Regions from separate parts of the Mus musculus genome. Here all the other regions are linked to region 1. The links are chromatin contacts, called in public promoter capture Hi-C and targeted proximity ligation maps. All regions are on one chromosome and are shown on one strand. The core of a region is the stretch at or near the end of the contact, and the rest is flanking DNA. Distances in the headings are between cores, read along the strand shown.

Evidence for each region. Promoter capture Hi-C pulls out the DNA fragments that hold promoters and counts their contacts.
Region 2: a targeted proximity ligation map of memory CD8 T cells shows a contact between it and region 1, with 11 read pairs. A contact is called at or near these places in 2 of 130 datasets of targeted methods (memory CD8 T cells and pancreatic cancer cells).
Region 3: a contact with region 1 is called in a targeted proximity ligation map of memory CD8 T cells, with 50 read pairs. A contact is called at or near these places in 2 of 130 datasets of targeted methods (memory CD8 T cells and pancreatic cancer cells).
Region 4: a contact with region 1 is called in a promoter capture Hi-C map of pre-B cells, with 5 times the contacts expected there. A contact is called at or near these places in 3 of 39 promoter capture datasets (the C10 cell line, pre-B cells and stem cell-derived epiblast-like cells), 1 of 484 Hi-C or Micro-C datasets (the G1E-ER4 cell line), 4 of 130 datasets of targeted methods (effector CD8 T cells, embryonic stem cells, pancreatic cancer cells and 1 more) and 1 of 9 other capture datasets (liver).
Region 5: a contact with region 1 is called in a targeted proximity ligation map of memory CD8 T cells, with 53 read pairs. A contact is called at or near these places in 1 of 39 promoter capture datasets (pre-B cells), 1 of 484 Hi-C or Micro-C datasets (embryonic stem cells) and 3 of 130 datasets of targeted methods (memory CD8 T cells, microglia and pancreatic cancer cells).

Annotation. Positions count from the first base shown.
Region 1 is chr19:5,801,077-5,804,469 of GRCm38.p6, reverse strand. Malat1 (metastasis associated lung adenocarcinoma transcript 1 (non-coding RNA)) reads left to right here and starts at 1,798. Exons shown (of 1, transcript NR_002847.3): 1 at 1,798-3,393.
Region 2 is chr19:5,022,240-5,025,632 of GRCm38.p6, reverse strand. Slc29a2 (solute carrier family 29 (nucleoside transporters), member 2) reads right to left here and starts at 1,627. Exons shown (of 12, transcript NM_007854.3): 1 at 1,356-1,627; 2 at 1,041-1,122. The coding sequence starts at 1,384.
Region 3 is chr19:5,087,035-5,090,427 of GRCm38.p6, reverse strand. Yif1a (Yip1 interacting factor homolog A (S. cerevisiae)) reads right to left here and starts at 1,890. Exons shown (of 8, transcript NM_026553.4): 1 at 1,680-1,890; 2 at 798-1,009; 3 at 552-656; 4 at 346-424. The coding sequence starts at 1,710.
Region 4 is chr19:6,333,184-6,336,576 of GRCm38.p6, reverse strand. It overlaps Men1 (multiple endocrine neoplasia 1), which reads right to left and starts at 1,564. Exons shown (of 10, transcript NM_001168489.1): 1 at 1,495-1,564; 2 at 672-1,132. The coding sequence starts at 1,116.
Region 5 is chr19:5,271,391-5,274,783 of GRCm38.p6, reverse strand. It overlaps Pacs1 (phosphofurin acidic cluster sorting protein 1), which reads left to right and starts at 1,665. Exons shown (of 24, transcript NM_153129.3): 1 at 1,665-2,245. The coding sequence starts at 1,896. It overlaps Sf3b2 (splicing factor 3b, subunit 2), which reads left to right. Exons shown (of 21, transcript NM_030109.2): 21 at 257-863. The coding sequence ends at 328.

The DNA of each region.
Region 1 (3,393 bases), core at 549-3,048:
CTGAAAGCTGCTTAAACAAGCCCCAGGCTTGGTACACACAGCTTTAATCCAGCACTTGTGTAAGGACCTGAGTTTGAGGCCAGCCTGGTCCAGAAACCCTGTCTCAGGAAAAATAAATAAGGAAGAAAGAAAAAGCTTAAACTGGCCATTGGGATGGGAAGGGAGGCAATGGTCTAACACTGGACCTCCAGCTTTGCTAGAGCCCCACCTCAGTCTAAGGGTGCCTCTCTCCTTTAGTTTTATAATAGAATATTCATGTAATTTTATGTCCTTAGTGACTATCAGCCTGTATGGTCATTAAGTTCTGTCTACCCTGGGAAAGCCTCTGCCCAAACCTCCCTATTCACAGGTCCTAGAACGTAGAGGTGGGGAGCAGGACGGTGCCGCCAGGCCGTGTGCGATCGCGAGCTCTGGATCTCAATGCGCCCCGGGGCGCTGTTTCCCACGACTCCAGCAGCTTTTCTAAAAATCCAGGCAGCCTCCAGTTTACGGGATCAACCCGAGACTCGCTTCCCTTTGAAAATTCTAGAGTATAAAGTAAACGTACGAGCAAAGTATGTGTCTTAACACTTAATGGATGACATAGAGACCAAAAAAGCCATGTCCGTGGGCCCAGTAGGCCGCAATAAGGGGCGACCAGGAAACTGCAGCACAGCCCCCCGCAGCCGCCCTGCTCCCACACCAGTCATTCCAGCACCGTGGTGAAGGCGCTTGGGGGCGGGGCGGGGCGCGCCTGCGCAGCGAGGCTCTGCAGCAGAAACTTTGCCTAGACCGGCTGGAACCGGTTAGAACCGGTCGAACCCGGCCGGCTGCCAGCCCTCGATTCAGCAGCTCACAAAGGGAGGCGGCGACTCACGACCCGCGTATCCTTGCGCCTCTCCCCACCCCCTTTGTCCTCGCGACGGGTTCCGCGGTCCTCCCCGCCCTCCCTGGCGCGGCCCCCGCTTTCTGCGCCCAGTGACGCTTTCTCCATGGTCCTGGGAGAAAGAGAAAAACATCCTTTCCCCTCCGTCGTAGTTTTAGGAAGCGATGAGATAGACCTGGGGACCTTGCCGCCACGGGCCGGGCTCTGACGGTTATTAGCGCAGTGCGGGTGGTGCTCGGCATGGCCGCCAAGGTCGCCGTGCCCTCACCTGCAGCGACCATGGCCTTGCTGGGCTGAGACCGCAGCCTAACATGGCGGACGTAGGCAAGCACCAAAGCGCTCGTGTACCCGGGCTCGGAAAAGTGGCCCCGAGAGCAGCCGGAGGCTGCAGGTCGTCCCTACAGGAGCATTCCCAGTATAAACCAGTACAAAGTGTCACCACCTCAGAAGCCACTCGCAGGGCCGGTCACTTTCCGAGAGACCTCCATCTTGTTTCGCATGAAATGGCAGCCGCTCGGGGAGTTACAAAATGGGAAGTGGAAGCTGAAGCTGTGGGAAAGCCTGTTTTAACACTTGCAACATACGCTATACCCTCTGTCCTCCCAGGAAAACGCAAAAGGTGTTGAAACATCTGAAAAACTTGGGGCTCCCATTTTTAATAGCTATTAGTTCATGTTTTTTCTCCTTGTGACCAGAAATTTTAAACCTATTTGTACCTATTTAGCTGGTACAAGCTAAACATTTCTCTGTATTAGCAAGGTCCAAGAGGCCCACACGACGTCAAGAAAAATCTAGAAACTTGGAAGTCAGGATCTATTTTTAACTCTCTGAGGAACTATTTTTCTTCCTTCACCAAGGTGGTGGAGGGTTACTAGGTTCCGGTGGAGTGACGTGTCCCTTTGCAATAAATACCGGCGCTCCGGGCTCTGCGTCAGGCATTCAGGCAGCGAGAGCAGAGCAGCGTAGAGCAGCACAGCTGAGCTCGTGAGGCAGGAGACTCAGCCCGAGGAAATCGCAGATAAGTTTTTAATTAAAAAGATTGAGCAGTAAAAAGAATTAGAACTCTAAACTTAAGCTAATAGAGTAGCTTATCGAAATATTACTTAGTCTTAATAATCTAAGAAGATCTTAAGAGATAACATGAAGGCTTATTTAAACAGTTTGAAAAAGGAAATGAGGAGAAAAGTATTTGTACTGTATAATGGAGGCTGACCAGAGCAGTTTAGGAGATTGTAAAGGGAGGTTTTGTGAAGTTCTAAAAGGTTCTAGTTTGAAGGTCGGCCTTGTAGATTAAAACGAAGGTTACCTAAATAGAATCTAAGTGGCATTTAAAACAGTAAAGTTGTAGAGAATAGTTTGAAAATGAGGTGTAGTTTTAAAAGATTGAGAAAAGTAGGTTAAGTTGACGGCCGTTATAAAAATCCTTCGACTGGCGCATGTACGTTTGAAGGCATGAGTTGGAAACAGGGAAGATGGAAGTGTTAGGCTAGCCGGGCGATGGTGGCGCACGCCTTTAATCCTAGCACTTGGGAGGCAGAGGCAGGCGGATTTCTGAGTTCGAGGCCAGCCTGGTCTACAGAGTGAGTTCCAGGACAGCCAGGGCTACACAGAGAAACCCTGTCTTGAAAAAACAAAAAGGTTAGGCTAGTATTTGGAGAAAGAAGATTAGAAAATGGAAGTGAAAGACGAAGAAGACATACAGGAAGGTGAAGAAAAAGCTGTTAGAGAAGATAGGAAAATAGAAGACAAAGCATCTTTAGAAGACAGAAAAGGTACTTAAAGGCACAGGTAGTAGGAAGCCGAAGAATAGAAGATAGAAAGAAGCAAGATAGAAAAACAAAATGGAAGTTAAGACAACTTTGGATGCCAGCATTCAAGATAGGCAAAGAAGATAAGATTGAGGCCAAAAGGTTGGATAAGATATAAAGTCAGAAGGAAATTATCTTTAAAGCCATAAGTTCAAATTTCTGATGGAGCGAGCAGTTTAGAAGAGTCTTTAGACAGCCACATACAAGATTGAAGCTAGCAATCAAAGCTACTAGGACTGAAGTAAAAAGTTAAGGCAGAATGCCTTTGAAGAGTTAGAAGAATATTAAAAGCCTTAACTTGTAGCTTAATTTTGCTTGATGACAAAAGGACTTTTGATAACAGTTTCAAGATTGTCAGCATTTTGCATTGGACTTGAGCTGAGGTGCTTTTAAAATCCTAACGACTAGCATTGGCAGCTGACCCAGGTCTACACAGAAGTGCATTCAGTGAACTAGGAAGACAGGAGCGGCAGACAGGAGTCCCGAAGCCAGTTTGGTGAAGCTAGGAAGGACTGAGGAGCCAGCAGCAGCAGTGCATGGTGAAGATAGCCCAGGAAAGAGTGCGGTTCGGTGGAGGAAGCTAGGAAGAAGGAGCCATACGGATGTGGTGGTGAAGCTGGGAAAGGGTTCCAGGATGGTGGAGCGAGAGCGAGTTGGTGATGAAGCTAGCTGGCGGCTTGGCTTGTCAACTGCGCGGAGGAGGCGAGCAGGCATTGTGGA
Region 2 (3,393 bases), core at 378-2,877, 780 kb after region 1:
TGGGAACTAAGCCAATCCGTTTTCTCGGGCACACAGAGCCCAGCACTCTTATGCGTACCCTGCCTGCAAGGCAGACCTCACGGTTTAGCATCCTTCCATTCTGGTAAGCTGCAGGCTCCAGATCTTTCTCTAAATAGGATGCGCTTTGCTTCCACCCTTTGTCTGCTCAGTTCCTAATTTACAAATCTTTTCTATGAAGCAGAAGAAATTTCTTTTGAGAACCTTTATAGCTCTCTGCTTCAGGGTGGAATGGCCTGGCACGTGTCTTGTTTCATTATTAATAGCCCTGGCTCTGTGTCTCTCAGATTCAGTAGCTGATCCATCTTTGGGTATCAGGGTCCAGCACCGATGCCAGCACTCCACAGACACCTGGGAAGTTAACCCACTGAATATGTTTGAATAACCCTATTCTAAAGAAAACACAAAAGTTAGGCAGTGGTGATGCACGCCTTTAATCCCAGCACTCAGAAGGCAGAGGCAGGCAGATCTCTGAGTTCGAGGCCAGCCTGGTCTACAGAGTGAGTTCTAGGACAGCCAGGGCTACACAGAGAAACCCTGTCTCGAAAAAAACGAAAACAACAACAACAATAAAACAAAAAGGAGAAAACAAGCTATAGATTTCTGCCTTTCTATAAAAGAATGCATGCTTTGGGGAATCGGGCCTTCCTCCACATCTGTCTACAGTAGTTGCTCATTAATTATTAGTTGAATGACTGTAACTCATGTCATTGCAAAGAAAGCCAAAGGCTTGGAAAAAAGACACTTTGGAGTGACTGGCCAAAAATAACGACAAAGGGCATGGGATGGAAACTCCTTTGCTGGTCAGACTCCCTACGTGGATGGCCCTGCACCTCTGAGATCTGTACCTTCCTAAAAGTTTGCCTAGCCAGGGGAGAGGCGGTTCCCTCTATGAGGCTTGGTGCTGTCCCTGACAGGCTGAGCTGTAGTAAGTGGCCTGGTGAGGAAAGTGGCTCAGTTCAAGACGGCTGGAGGGATGTTGGTTTGTGGCCATGAGGTTGCCCAGCGGCCGCGGGTCTCACCGGGATGGCGGTAATGAAGAAGTTCCAGGGGAGAAGGGTGCCCAGTCCCAGAATGAAGAAGCTGATCCCAACCAGGTGGTAGCTGTGGGGATCAATCAGAAGGTCACCCCGAGGACGTACGCCTGGGCCGCCCTAGCCGCCCCTCAGTAGAACGGACTACAATCCCCATCACCCTGGCTCAAGCAGCTAAGGGAATCGGCTGATGGGAATTGTAGTCCCGTTCGTCTTTGAGCCCAGGAGCATCAAGACGAGCGGGAATTCAAAGGCTCGTGGCCACCTGGGCCACGGTACGCAGCACATGGGTTCCCACCTCACCTGTCCCGAGGGGCGTTTCCCCGCGCCATGGTTGCCGCAGTCCTATTGCACCAGGCCCACAGAAGGCGGCTGCACCTGCGCCTACGCAGGGCTGGGAGGCCGAAGGAGAGCGACGCTGGTCGGTGTCCAGGAATCCCAAGGTCGGAGCGCCGTAGCGGAGGGTCGGGGTTGGGTTACACTGCGGACCACGTTTTGCAGGCTCGGACCTCGGCTCCGCCTCCAGGGCGGGAACAAAGAGCCATTGCTCCCCTCCCCCGGACGCCCGCTCTCCAGACTCCGCCTCGCTGGTGGCTGTGCCTTTAGGGTATTAGGTTCCGCCTTCTAGCTTGCTTCCGCGCCTGAAGCTGTGTCTCACCGCCGTCCCTTCGCCTCGCACCCGTCTTCTCCTTAGGCACGGGTCCGGAATCTCTGGGGAAGGGATAAGGACTGCGCAGGAGGGAAGGGGTCCGGTGGTTGTTGGGCACAGTCGATCTAGCTGGGAGGTTCTTCCTCTTGGCGTGTTCTAAGGTTTGGAGCCCTCTAAGCTCTAAGCAGATTAGGAAGTAAGTCCGACCAGAAGGAAGAAGCCAGTGTCATCAATTGTCGCAGAAGGTCCCAGCGCGGTGCTCCGAGGGAGTTCCCCCAGAGGTCGAGGCACTTTTGCAAACGAAAATCCCCAACATATGTGGAAGACGGACAGATAGGCCCTCCTACGGTACCTGGGTCCAACAAGGAGGATTGAACAAAGGCTCTGGAGGGAATCGTGGCCCAGGTGACGTTCGGCCCCCTCCCCTGTAGTCGCCACTGCCACCCTCAGGAGTGCTTAAAAACCTAATTTTCACTAGGCGTGGTGGCGCACGCCTTTAATCCCAGCATTTGGGAGGCAGAGGCAGGCGGATTTCTGAGTCCGAGGCCAGTCTGGTCCACAGAGTGAGTTCCAGGATATATTCAGGACTATACAGAGAAACCCTGTCTCAAAAAAACGAAAAAAAAAAAAAAAAAAAGAAAAAGAAATATATTTATGTGGACTGGTGAGAGCGTTTGCTGCCAAGCCTGATGCCCCGAGGCCACGCCCAGGACCCATATGTTAGAAAAACTGAAGCGACTCCAGCAAATTGTTCCCTAACCTCCACACAAGCACAGTGGCACACGTGCTTCTAAGTAATAAATACAAATAAATATGAATATATAAAAGTATATATATACAAGGTTATATAAATGTGTGTCTTCTAAAGAATATAGTTTTTTAGAATGTTTTTCCTATGTATCAGCCAGACCATGCTGTTACTATCCCTGTTCTGTCCTGTTCCCGGAATCTAGCCACCAGGCTTGGCTCATCGAAGGTGGTTCCTTAGATCATGGTGGACTGCAGATGACTGTGTGGTACTGGGAACTGAACTCAGAGCCCTGTGCATGCGAGGCAAACACTCTTACCCCTGGGCTGCATCTAACCCTAGCTGGTGACGTTAGGGAAAAGACAGCAATGGATTACACTGGGAAAGACAGTTACTCTTTAAGTTTTCTTTCCAGACTTCCATTATGCCAAGAGGGACAGTCTTGAGTTCAGTTCTAACAGGTTTTCAAGGCCTCTTCATCCCCTCTGCCTTGAGCATCTCTCGACAGTTTTACCTACACACAGTTAGTCACTTGCATTTTTCGAATGCTTATTCTAATAACTATTACTGACCTGTTTCCTACTTGACAGTGATAGGAGAGTGAGTCAAAGTGGGACAGGGGGTGGGATGTTGCCCTGGCACCATCTTGAAGATGGAGATGAGGGTCTGGGGAGCAGTCTGTTGTCTTGGGCTGGGATGGAAGGGGATGAGGCGTTTCAGAGAAGGAACGGCCTGTACCAGGACCGGGGACAGGAGAGTGCTGGCACACTATGGGACATACTAATAGATCCCTTTGGCTGGGAGGAGTTGGATTTTACCTCAGATTCTCAGCTCAGCCTGACTGGGGATCTGTAATTAACCAATATTTTGCTTCTACTTTGTGGCGAAATGCTGTGCATAACAGAACCCAGGCAGGACAATTTTTGATGGCACAGTGACATCCT
Region 3 (3,393 bases), core at 641-3,140, 710 kb after region 1:
AGTGCCGGGCGTGGTGGCGCACGCCTTTAACCCCAGCACTCGGGAGGCAGAGGCAGGCAGATTTCTGAGTTCGAGGCCAGCCTGGTCTACAGAGTGAGTTCCAGGATTCCAGGACAGCCAGGGCTACACAGAGAAACCCTGTCTCGAAAAACCAAAAAAAAAAAAAAAAAAAAATCAAGGTCATTCAGGAAGTTTCCTACTGGTCATCCTGTCAACTTAGTGTCTAGTAACAGTCCCACGTGGAAAGCTCCAGGAATGAACGCTGGGTCATTAACAGAATCGTCTTCCTAACTATGCTCAAGGCACAAGTCCCCTTTGTGGCCAAGCCCCACATCAGAGACTCACTGGGGATATAGAGGTCAGGGGCATTGAGATCTTTCCGCGGGGGCAGAGGCACATCATGGCTGTATTGCATTTTCCAGTTCTGGCCGTGGCGAGGTGGTCGGGTAAACAGGAGCAGAGAGAAAGAGAGAGAGGGTTGAGATCTGATGATCAGTCAGGTTATCCGCGAGTGGGGAGAGGCTGGCCAGCTCTCCTGGTGGGAAGCTCACCTGATGTGTGTATGGGAAGACCAATAGCCCTAGCTTCTTAGCGACATAGGCTGTGTCCACAGCAAAAAAATACTTGAGTTTGTTCACGGACACAAAACGGTGCAGCTGGAAGTAAAGAGAAGAGGCTATGGATGAGCCCTACCGTGATCCTTCCTAAAGGATGCCTGGGGAGTAAGATGGGATCCTGTGACACCCCAACCCTGGCCAGAAGCCCTGCCTCCCTCCTCCCGGGAGCCCAGGGCACACCTCTTTGTGCACTATGTCCTTCCCTTGGGATGCTATGGAGGTGCCATAGGCCATTGCCATATTGGCCACTGGGTCTCCAAGCAGGTTGTTGACACTGAAGGCTACATCAGCTCCTGGGGCTGGGTATCCGCCCAGTTGGCTGGAATAACCACCACTTGTATCATCGAAGAGTGGAGGAGGGTCTGGAGCTGCCCGGGTCCTATGCTTGGAACCTGCAGGTGTGAGAGGACCAAAGTAGATTACAGAATTACAGAGCAAGAACCCAGACCACTGCCCTTTCCCCAGGCTGGGAAGCTGTGCATAGGTCCTAAGGCACCGAACAATTGAGGAAAAGGCAGGATGAGTTTTAAAGTCGATCTCCTATCCTTCGGGGGGTCAGGGTGGGGGATCATTTACTGCATGCAGTGGGAAAGGTGTGCCTAAACATGGCTACCCATTTGGGGTTTCTAGGAAGTCTCTCAAGGGAAATGATCTCTGAGTACTAGCGAGTGAAAAGACGTTTGCTTGGGCACAATCACCGCAAAGACATTCCTTGACTTAACACAGGTAGAAAAGGCAATATTGGCTATTCGGAGTCCCTGGACAGTGGTCAGGAATGCTGCCCGAGTTGTAAGAGGGAAAGGAAGTTCTGGAGGCAAATTCGGTACAAGCAGGATTAGACTTGAGGATCCCAGTAGTGCTGTCGCAGCCTGATCTCAGGACTGGCTAGTAAGGGCGAAGTCCAGGACACGCTGCAGTGTGGCAGGGCAGGAACCCGAGAGACACTCTCCCCGCCCTGGGCAGCGGTCACTGCAGACCCTCTCCAACAGAACCAGTGGGTCTCTCAGCGTATTTGGCTCCCCGCTGCCAGGCCGCGCCCCGCCCTCCCCACTCCTCACGCACCGTGGACTCCATATGCCGAATGGTAAGCCATGGCCGTGACGTTCGCTCTACCCAAGGGTCGTGGGTACTTCGCTGAGTCGTGGGTACGAACACTACTGAAACAGCTACTTCTCTTGCCTGGTCCTGACCGAAGTTACCCGACGGCCCGACACGTCCCAGGGCTGTCCGATCGCGGCCGCCATGTCCTTGGCGTCACACTTCGCTGTCTACCATTGGCTCGTCGGAAGAGCTGGTTCTCCCCCTTTACACTTTCAATTGGCTACTGGTGAGCTCTCTTCCAATCGGGTTTTGTCATATTCAACTTCCGACAGATAGGGGGCGGAGCTACTCAAGATGTTCTCGGATTGACTAGTAGGCTGGCTAATTTGCGGCGCTACCAGCCAATAGGTGAGAAGGAGTTGTAACTTAGTTCCGCGTCTGCGCCAAGAGGCGCTTGACGCTCCTTGCCACGACTACGCCAATAGGAAGATTAAAGTCCTGACCGACCCAACTAGTCAGGGCACAAAGCTGGCTCCGCCGCAATGCAGTCCAAGAGGAATGCGGCGGTCGGTCAAGCTCTGACTGATCCCTGCCCCTACTCTGTGCTCTTTCCTCCAATTCACTCCATCCTGTTTTGGAGCTCCGGCCTGCTAGAAATTGTTGTTGTTGCCCGCACCGGGAGAGTGACAGCGCGGCCCTGAGCCCTGGAACGCTGACTCCTCCTCCGCCCTCCCACTCCTTTCAGAACTGGTGCTGTCCGTCGGCTGGTGCTGAAAATGCCCTGTAGAGTCCGCCGCTGGGCTCATCCCCGAGGGCCTCTGCTGGGAGGGTTTGGAATCGCGCTCAATACGTTATGCACACACGCACTCACACGCACACACGCGCTCACGCATGGGGCAGGAGACAGAAACTGAGACCACCCAGAAGATACGAAGTCCTGGTGGTATACATGGGACAGGAATCTGTACTGGGCCTTGTTCCATCGCTTTCTCCAGTGGTCCGGGAGATTTGGGAGGCAGAGGTGTAGTGACCTGTCTCCTGAAGGTCTCCTGAGTCATCACCAGTCCTGTGATCTCCAAGTGAGGCCCGTAAGCTTCACTCCTAGTCTCCTAGGCTCTTTTCTTCCCACCCAGGCTGTAACCACTCCCATCGTCGCTGGAGACAATCCCTCCAAGGGTCCCTCTCTCACAGACTGTCAGGTACTATTCTCTAGATAGCATGACACACCCTCGGATACTTACAGCTGACTAACTACTCAGCGTTTAGTTGCATAAGGTCAGACTTTTCTGATCCCCAAACTCAGCCCATGCTGTCCAACAGCTGCTTTTGCTCCTCCGCCTGGGATGCGGGAGATATGCCTTTCCCTTTTTATCCATTTGTCCAAATCCTTTAAGAGTCATGTTAGCTTGCTTGTGAGATGGCTCAGCAGACTGCCAAGCCTGAGAACCTAAATTCAATTCCCAGACGGTGGAAGAAGAGAGCCAACTCCGAAAAATCTTCCTCCGATTTGTACACTCGAGCTATGTTAAAGTGCACCTCTTTGCACCATCCCGCCCAGAGAGAGATACACAGAACAAATACATTTAACATGTAATTAATTTTGGGGGGGGGGGGAGATCGGGACTGGAGAGATGGCTCAGTGGTTAAGAGCATTGGCTGACTGCTCTCCGAAGGTCCCAGCAACCACACAATGGCTCACAACTATCTATACAGCTATTGTGTATTGTATATATAA
Region 4 (3,393 bases), core at 315-2,814, 530 kb before region 1:
AACCCCAGAACCCTTCTGGATCTCAGGTCCACCCAGCCAGAAACTGCCCCTCCCTTTTCTACACCAAGTACTTCTGTTAACATAATGACTTAACCCAGTGTCTATTGTACAGCTATCAGACTGTGTCAAGGAGAGCAAGCCCATGACCCCACGAACCCCCACCCCTCCCTTCTTCATGTTCTGATTTATCTCTGCACTTTTTTCCTCAAAGCTCACAAGAGGCCTCAGATGCTTGCTCAGTACATTGCACGGAGAGCTGAAGCACTTTGTCCTTAGTCAAGCCCGTGCTTCCTTTCAAAATATTTTCAAAGGTATAATCTTAATTGTCTCAAATGTACCCACCCATTTGTCCTACCTCCCCAGTCTGCTACCACCTTCTTTCCCCATATGTTGGGCTGCCAGATCCCTCTGGCTATTCAATGGCAGGGCTGGGACTGTTGAAAGACTGGGGAGTAAAAGCTGGCACCAAATGACCAGGTTCCAGTCTCAGCCCTGTCATTCTGACATTCCCCTCTTCAGAATTCTCTTTCCACAACTGCGAAGGAGAAATAATACCTGCCCCACCACACAAGGTTTACAAGTCTCAAAAGGGCTATAAGCCATATTGTTCAGACATGAGAAGAGGTAAGACAACACTCATTTGCTCTCCTGACCACCTGTCTGACTCCAACCTGTGATGAAGCTGAAGAGGGACTGGATGTGGGCCCGGTCCTTGAAGTAGGAGCGGCTGAGGCTGTTCCATATGACATCCGAGACCTTTTTTACCAGTTCGCGACTAGAAACACCTCCCTCTCGAGGATAGAGGGAGAGGTCCACAGCGCCGCGGATCTGAGCGGTGAATCGGGCATAGAGGGCAGCAATGATGGATAGGTCGGCCACCGGGAAGTAGGTGAGGCCACCAGGAGGGTCGGGTGCGGGGCTGGGCTGGAAGGTGAGCTCCGGCACGTTGGTGGGGATGACACGGTTGACAGCCAGGAAATGCTCCACGAAGCCCAGGACCAAGGACAGGAGCACCAGGTCAGGCTCCTCTCGGCCCAGCTCTGCAGCAAACAGGCGCACCACGTCGTCGATAGAGCGCAGAGGGAACAGCGTCTTCTGGGCGGCCTTCAGCCCCATGGCGGCGGGCGGTGGCCTGCGGGCGAGCCGAGGGAGGGAGGGTCGGGCTCGGCGAGAGAGCCCCCTCCCAGGCTCGGCTAAGGCTCTACCCTCCGCCACAATTCTGCTTCGCCAGCCGCTTCGTCCTGTGCTCACGGGCGGCGGCTCGGTTTCTGAGACCCTTCAACCAAGGCTATATAGGGCCTTCTAGTTCCTTACAATTCCGGGACCCCCAGCCCCGATGAGGCTGCTCCCAAAGACCTATTGGGGACCCTCAAAGGCCGCCCCTCCAGTCCCTACAATCTCTACCCGGCCCTCTGGAGCCTGTCCAGAAGGCAAACCCAAACCAGCCTCCCACAAGTCCCAAGGAGAGTCCCGGCTTCGGTCCCCCGCGCCCACCTCCGCGCTTACATCCCACACAAGGCACCGCGGCGCCCGCCGCCTGAAGCCTGCTGGGAAATGAAGTCCCGCGCCTCCTATGGCCGCACTGCCTGCTGGGAAATGGGGAGTCCTTGCTCACCCGGCCCTCTCTAAATCTGAAAATGACAGCCAAACCCGCAATGGCTTATGGAAGAAGTAGTCCTGCTGCTCCAGGGCGGGTAAGCTGAGCTCCTCAACGATTGGTCATCTAGGATCACGCCAGAAGAAGTTCCTCCGTGACTTCTGGGAGATTGTAGTCCTAGGATTAAACTCAGGCGCAGTAGCGCCCCTGCAGTGTGTATTATGGCCAGTTTAAGATGTGAGGGAAACTGTTGCTCTAAAACACTACAAGGAGGCTGGAGACCTGGTTCAGCTGTTCAGAGCACTTGTTGCTTTTGCAAAGGACCTGGGATCAAGTTTAGGTCCCCACACCCACATTGTGGCTCACCATCTGTAACTCCACTTCCAGAGGACCCATGCTTTTCTCTGACCTCCACCAAGCTTGACTTGGTGCACACACATAAAAAGGCAGACGAAACATCCACACCTAAAAAGAATGCAAGGCTGAACACAGTACGGCGGAGGCAGAAGGATTTTGGTGAGCTCAAGGCAAGACTGGTCTATGATCCAATACCAGTCCTTGAAATTAGAGGCAAGGAACTCAGGGTGGACTTCAGAGATGACTCAGAGTTAAGAGCCCTGGCGGCTCTGGCTCAGGACCCTGCGTTCCCAGTATGTACATGTTTGCTCACAACTGGGTCTTTAGCCCCACTTTAGGAGGTCCAATGTTCTCTGCTGTCCTCTGCAGGCTCCAAGCAGGCACCTTATGCACACACATAGGTAAAATAAAATTAAGGAAAGAAAAGAAAAAAAAAATCAGGAAGTTCAAGGTCAGTTTTACCTTAGACAGGATCTTGCTTTTTAGTTCAGACTGGCCACAGACTCACAATATTCCTGCCTCAGCCTCCACCATGCTGGGATTATAGATGTTCACCACCAGTCCACATGGCACCACCCCTCCCACAAGGCTTCATGACCTCATCTTAATTCACGAAGTCTGTAATGACCCTGTTTCCAAAACGAAGTCTTTTTGTCTGAGACCAAGACCTCAATAGATGAAGCTGAGGAGATGATGTAGCAGCTGAGAGCCTTTTGTTGTACCAGTAGGAGGACCTGAGTTCAAATACCCAGAATTCACTTATACGTTTGGAATCCTAGCATTATAGGGCATGGATGGGGAATGGGGTCAGTGTGGGGGTTAAAGGGAGGAGGGTCTTGGGACTTCCTGCCTAACGACCTAGCTGCAGGTTCAGAGAGAGAGCCTGTGTAAAGGGAAGAAGACAGAGAGAGTCATAAAGAAGGATATGTGATCTTTCTGTTTTCCACATCTGAGCAGCTCCTTACACAGGTGTAAAGACACCACACACATATACAAGCAGAACCTCTTCCTTTCTTTCTTTCTTCCTTTCTTCCTTCCTTTCTTTCTTTCTTTCTTTCTTTCTTTCTTTCTTTCTTTTTTGGTTGTTTGTTTGTCTGTTTTGTTTTTTGTTTTTAGAGACAGGGTTTTTCTGTGTAGCCATGGATGTCTTGGAATTCACTCTGTAGACCAGGCTGGCCTCAAACTCAGAGAGATCTGATTGTCTCTGCCTGAGTGCTGGGGTTAAAGGTGTGAGCCATCACCATCCAGCTACATCTACCCATGCATTTTAAAGTTTCTTTGATTTTTAAGTTTCTTTGTTCTGTAAAGCTAAGAAATTGCTGTCATATTGGAACATGGAGTTTGGATTAACCTAAATTTGTATTCCTGGACCATGGTTACTCAAATTTGGCTTTAGAATAAACTATATATTATTCTTTTGAAGAGGGGCTGGTCATGGT
Region 5 (3,393 bases), core at 416-2,915, 530 kb after region 1:
AACCTGTGGGCCTAGGAGGAGGGCTGTCCTTTCTGGTGGAGGGAGAGGCGGGTGGACTCGGTGCCTGAAGGTCTCCGAGATGCTCCATTGGTGGCAGTCTCTTAAGTTCAGGAAGAGGAAGGAAGTCATTTAGCTCTCAGGGGGAGAGGAGAGTGTGGTTTCAGTGCTTTTTACCTTAATTTTATGTCTGGGTCAGGCTGCCTCCTGTCTGGGGTTGTCTAACCTATTGTAACTTCTCTCTCTCTCTCTCCTACAGCAAAAGAAACGGAAAGCTCAGCCCCAGGACAGCCGTGGGGGCAGCAAGAAATACAAGGAGTTCAAATTTTAGGTCCTGCTCGCATAGCTGGCCTGCCTTTAGGCTCTTTGTATGTCTGGGCTTTCTCTGTGGCTCCCTAAAGCTAGATCTGGACTCCCTAGGCTCGTCACTTCCTGTTCTTATTTTAGACTTGTTTTGTAAATAAAGCTGTTTCCCAAGGAAGGATGAATACAGGCGCTCTTGAACCTCTCTCTCTTTTAGCTTCTGCAAAAGCATCTACTTCTTGCCTGTAATCACAGATGGCCCATAGGACTATGGGACTGTAGTTCTGAACTGAACTTGTGGGTAGTTCACTATCCCTACCCCTCCTGTGTGTGAAGGCTCTGCTGAAGGTACCTTTGGGTCTGGTCTGACCTTACTGCTTTGTCCGTGGGGAATAAAAATAGCCAGCTTAGCACCGTGGCTAGGCTGGGAAGTAACTGTAGGCTAGGGAAGTAGGCCAGGTCAGGCCTTCCTCATTGACCTTGTGGCAGAAAGGCCGATTTCTTACCTATTGGAGAACATCTGTCTCTAAATAAAATCTCAATTGTTCCAGAGTACTGGCTAACTACTTGGATTTACTAGTGTGTGTGTGTGTTGGTGGGTGGGTGGGTTTGAAGGGCTTGTTTTGTCTTCGTCACTGAGTTCTGAGAAGTTTTTTGAAAAACTAGACTAGGTTGGAGCACAGGATTCCATAACATTTGCTCAAGTACTGGGGAGAAGGTGTGGGTGTAGGAGAGTGCAAGAGCTCTAGGTAGGGTGGGGGTGTGTGGGGATGGCAGCTGATCAGGCCTTGAGAGAAATAGAATTCTAGAAATTGAGAAAGCACCGAGGCACTCTGGGACTTTTGTAAAGAAGGCTGTGTCGGGGGCGCTGTACCAAGAAAGGCTGTTGGACCTAGACAACCTTAGCTCAACTGGCTCCTGCCCACAGTCAAGCTGGAACTTAAGCTCCTTAGGTGGTGGCCGGCCCCTGGATCTCTACCTACTGCTTCTTTTGCAGAAGTGGGCGAAATAACCACAGAAGGGGTCGCCACAGCGGGCTATCCGATTTCCATGCAACGCGTGACCAGAACTACGTGTACTGCAGATCCCAGGGGCTGAGCGCGCTCTCGTACAGTCTTCTCCGGTCCGGGACCGCGCCCCGGAAAACCCGGGTTTCCGCTGGCGGGGTAGCAGCCGCCCGAGGAGGGCGGAGGGAGGAGGGGCGCGGAGCCTGCACGCCGAGGCCTGCTAGGGACTCCAGGGCCGCGCCGCGAGAGCGCGCGGGCTGTAGCCCCTTCCCGGGGGCCGCGGGGCCGAGCGCGAGTCTGGCCCCGCCCCTCGGCGCCGGTCTGGGTGGGGCCGCGGCTCCCCGCCCCTTTCGGACACGCCCACCCAGTGTCTGGGCCTCGCGGGCCGCAACAGGCGGCGGCGGGCGAGCGCGAGGACCGCGCGCAGCGAAAGCCCGCGCGTGCGTGCAGATTCGCTGGTGGCTCGCGCTCCGCCGGGCGTTCTGAGGAGACGCGCTGAGCCGCTGCCGCCGCGGGGGGAAGCCTGAGAGTCGCTCGCGTGCCCTCAGTCTGCGTAAGCCCCGCGCCCCTTCCTCCCCTGGCCAGGCCATGGCGGAACGCGGAGGGGCGGGCGGTGGTCCCGGAGGCTCCGGGGGCGGCAGCAGTCAGCGGGGCTCTGGGGTCGCCCAGTCCCCGCAGCAGCAGCCGCAGCAGCAGCCGCCGCAGCCTCAACAGCCGACGCCCCCCAAGCTGGCCCAGGCCACCTCGTCCTCCTCGTCCACCTCGGCTGCGGCCGCCTCCTCCTCGTCCTCCTCCACCTCCACCTCCATGGCCGTCGCGGTGGCCTCGGGCTCTGCGCCTCCGGGCGGTCCAGGACCAGGCCGCACCCCCGCCCCAGTGCAGATGAATTTGTATGCTACCTGGGAGGTGGACCGGAGCTCATCCAGCTGCGTGCCCAGGTGAGCAACGGGCGGCTGGGAAAAGGTGTTGGCCTAGGGGACCGCCAGGCTGGCTCTGTGACAGGCCCCGCCTCCCCATCTCTCCGGGGCGAGTGGAGGGTACGTCCTCCACTCCTAGCTCATCTTGGCTTTGGGGGGTGGGGGCTGTCTTCTCCTGGGCCTTCCAAGACTGTTGTGTGGGCCTGCCCTCTCCAGCAGTCCCACCTTCCGCCTTGGCTCGAACCACCCTCCTGTCCTCCTGGAGCAATGGTGGCCTCGGGGACCCAGCCCAGTGGCCTTCCTTGGCTGGGTCTGACCGAATCTGGCCTTCCTTACGGTCAGTAAGTCACTCTTCTTCCTGCCTCACTGGCGCCCGTGGGCTGTACATATGTTAATGTTACACAGATGTGGTAAAGATGGCTTTGATATAGTTCTTTCCCAACGTACTTAGCATGTGCCAAATTCATTTGTCACCTGTTGCAGGTAAAGCTGGTTAACACTTGGGGGTTCAGTACATACATTCATATGTTCTTCATGCTACACACATTCTCTGGGTACTCTGTGCTCTTAGTTTGGACATCAGTTGAATGTGTTCTTAAATGCAAGTTTTCATTTCCTCCTCCACTAGATACTGGTCACAGAGTCTCCAGGTTCCTATGAGCTCTGTAAAATGACTGCCTTGTTCCTAAATTCAACCCATTTTTCTGTCCATTGGAACTATCTGAAAACTTGCATCAAAAAATTATGCTTGTTTCTCTATGGCAAAGCAGTTGTTGTATATACTTCTTTGGGGACAGTGTGTTGGATTGACCCTATGCTAAGACAGCCTGCAGGGTTGGTTTTGCCCAGTAAGCACAAAGAAATGCCTGGAGGTGTTCATTTTGTGCTTCTAAACCGAGTTGATTCTCAGGTTCTGTTCTTTCTTACCCTGTGAGTCCAGCAGAGCAGGTGGATGTGCCTGTAAGCCAGAGATTGGGTGCCCTGTGGGGTTCCACCCTCAACTCAACTCTGCTGGTGTTTCTTTCTCTCCCTTTATTTTGAACAACATCACACCACAACATTGTACCAATATATAGGGCATGAAAAATGATGACACAAGCACATCTTTCTTATGTCATTTATTGAAAAATATAGAACATTACCCCACCTGTCAAACTCTCCAGGTTCCT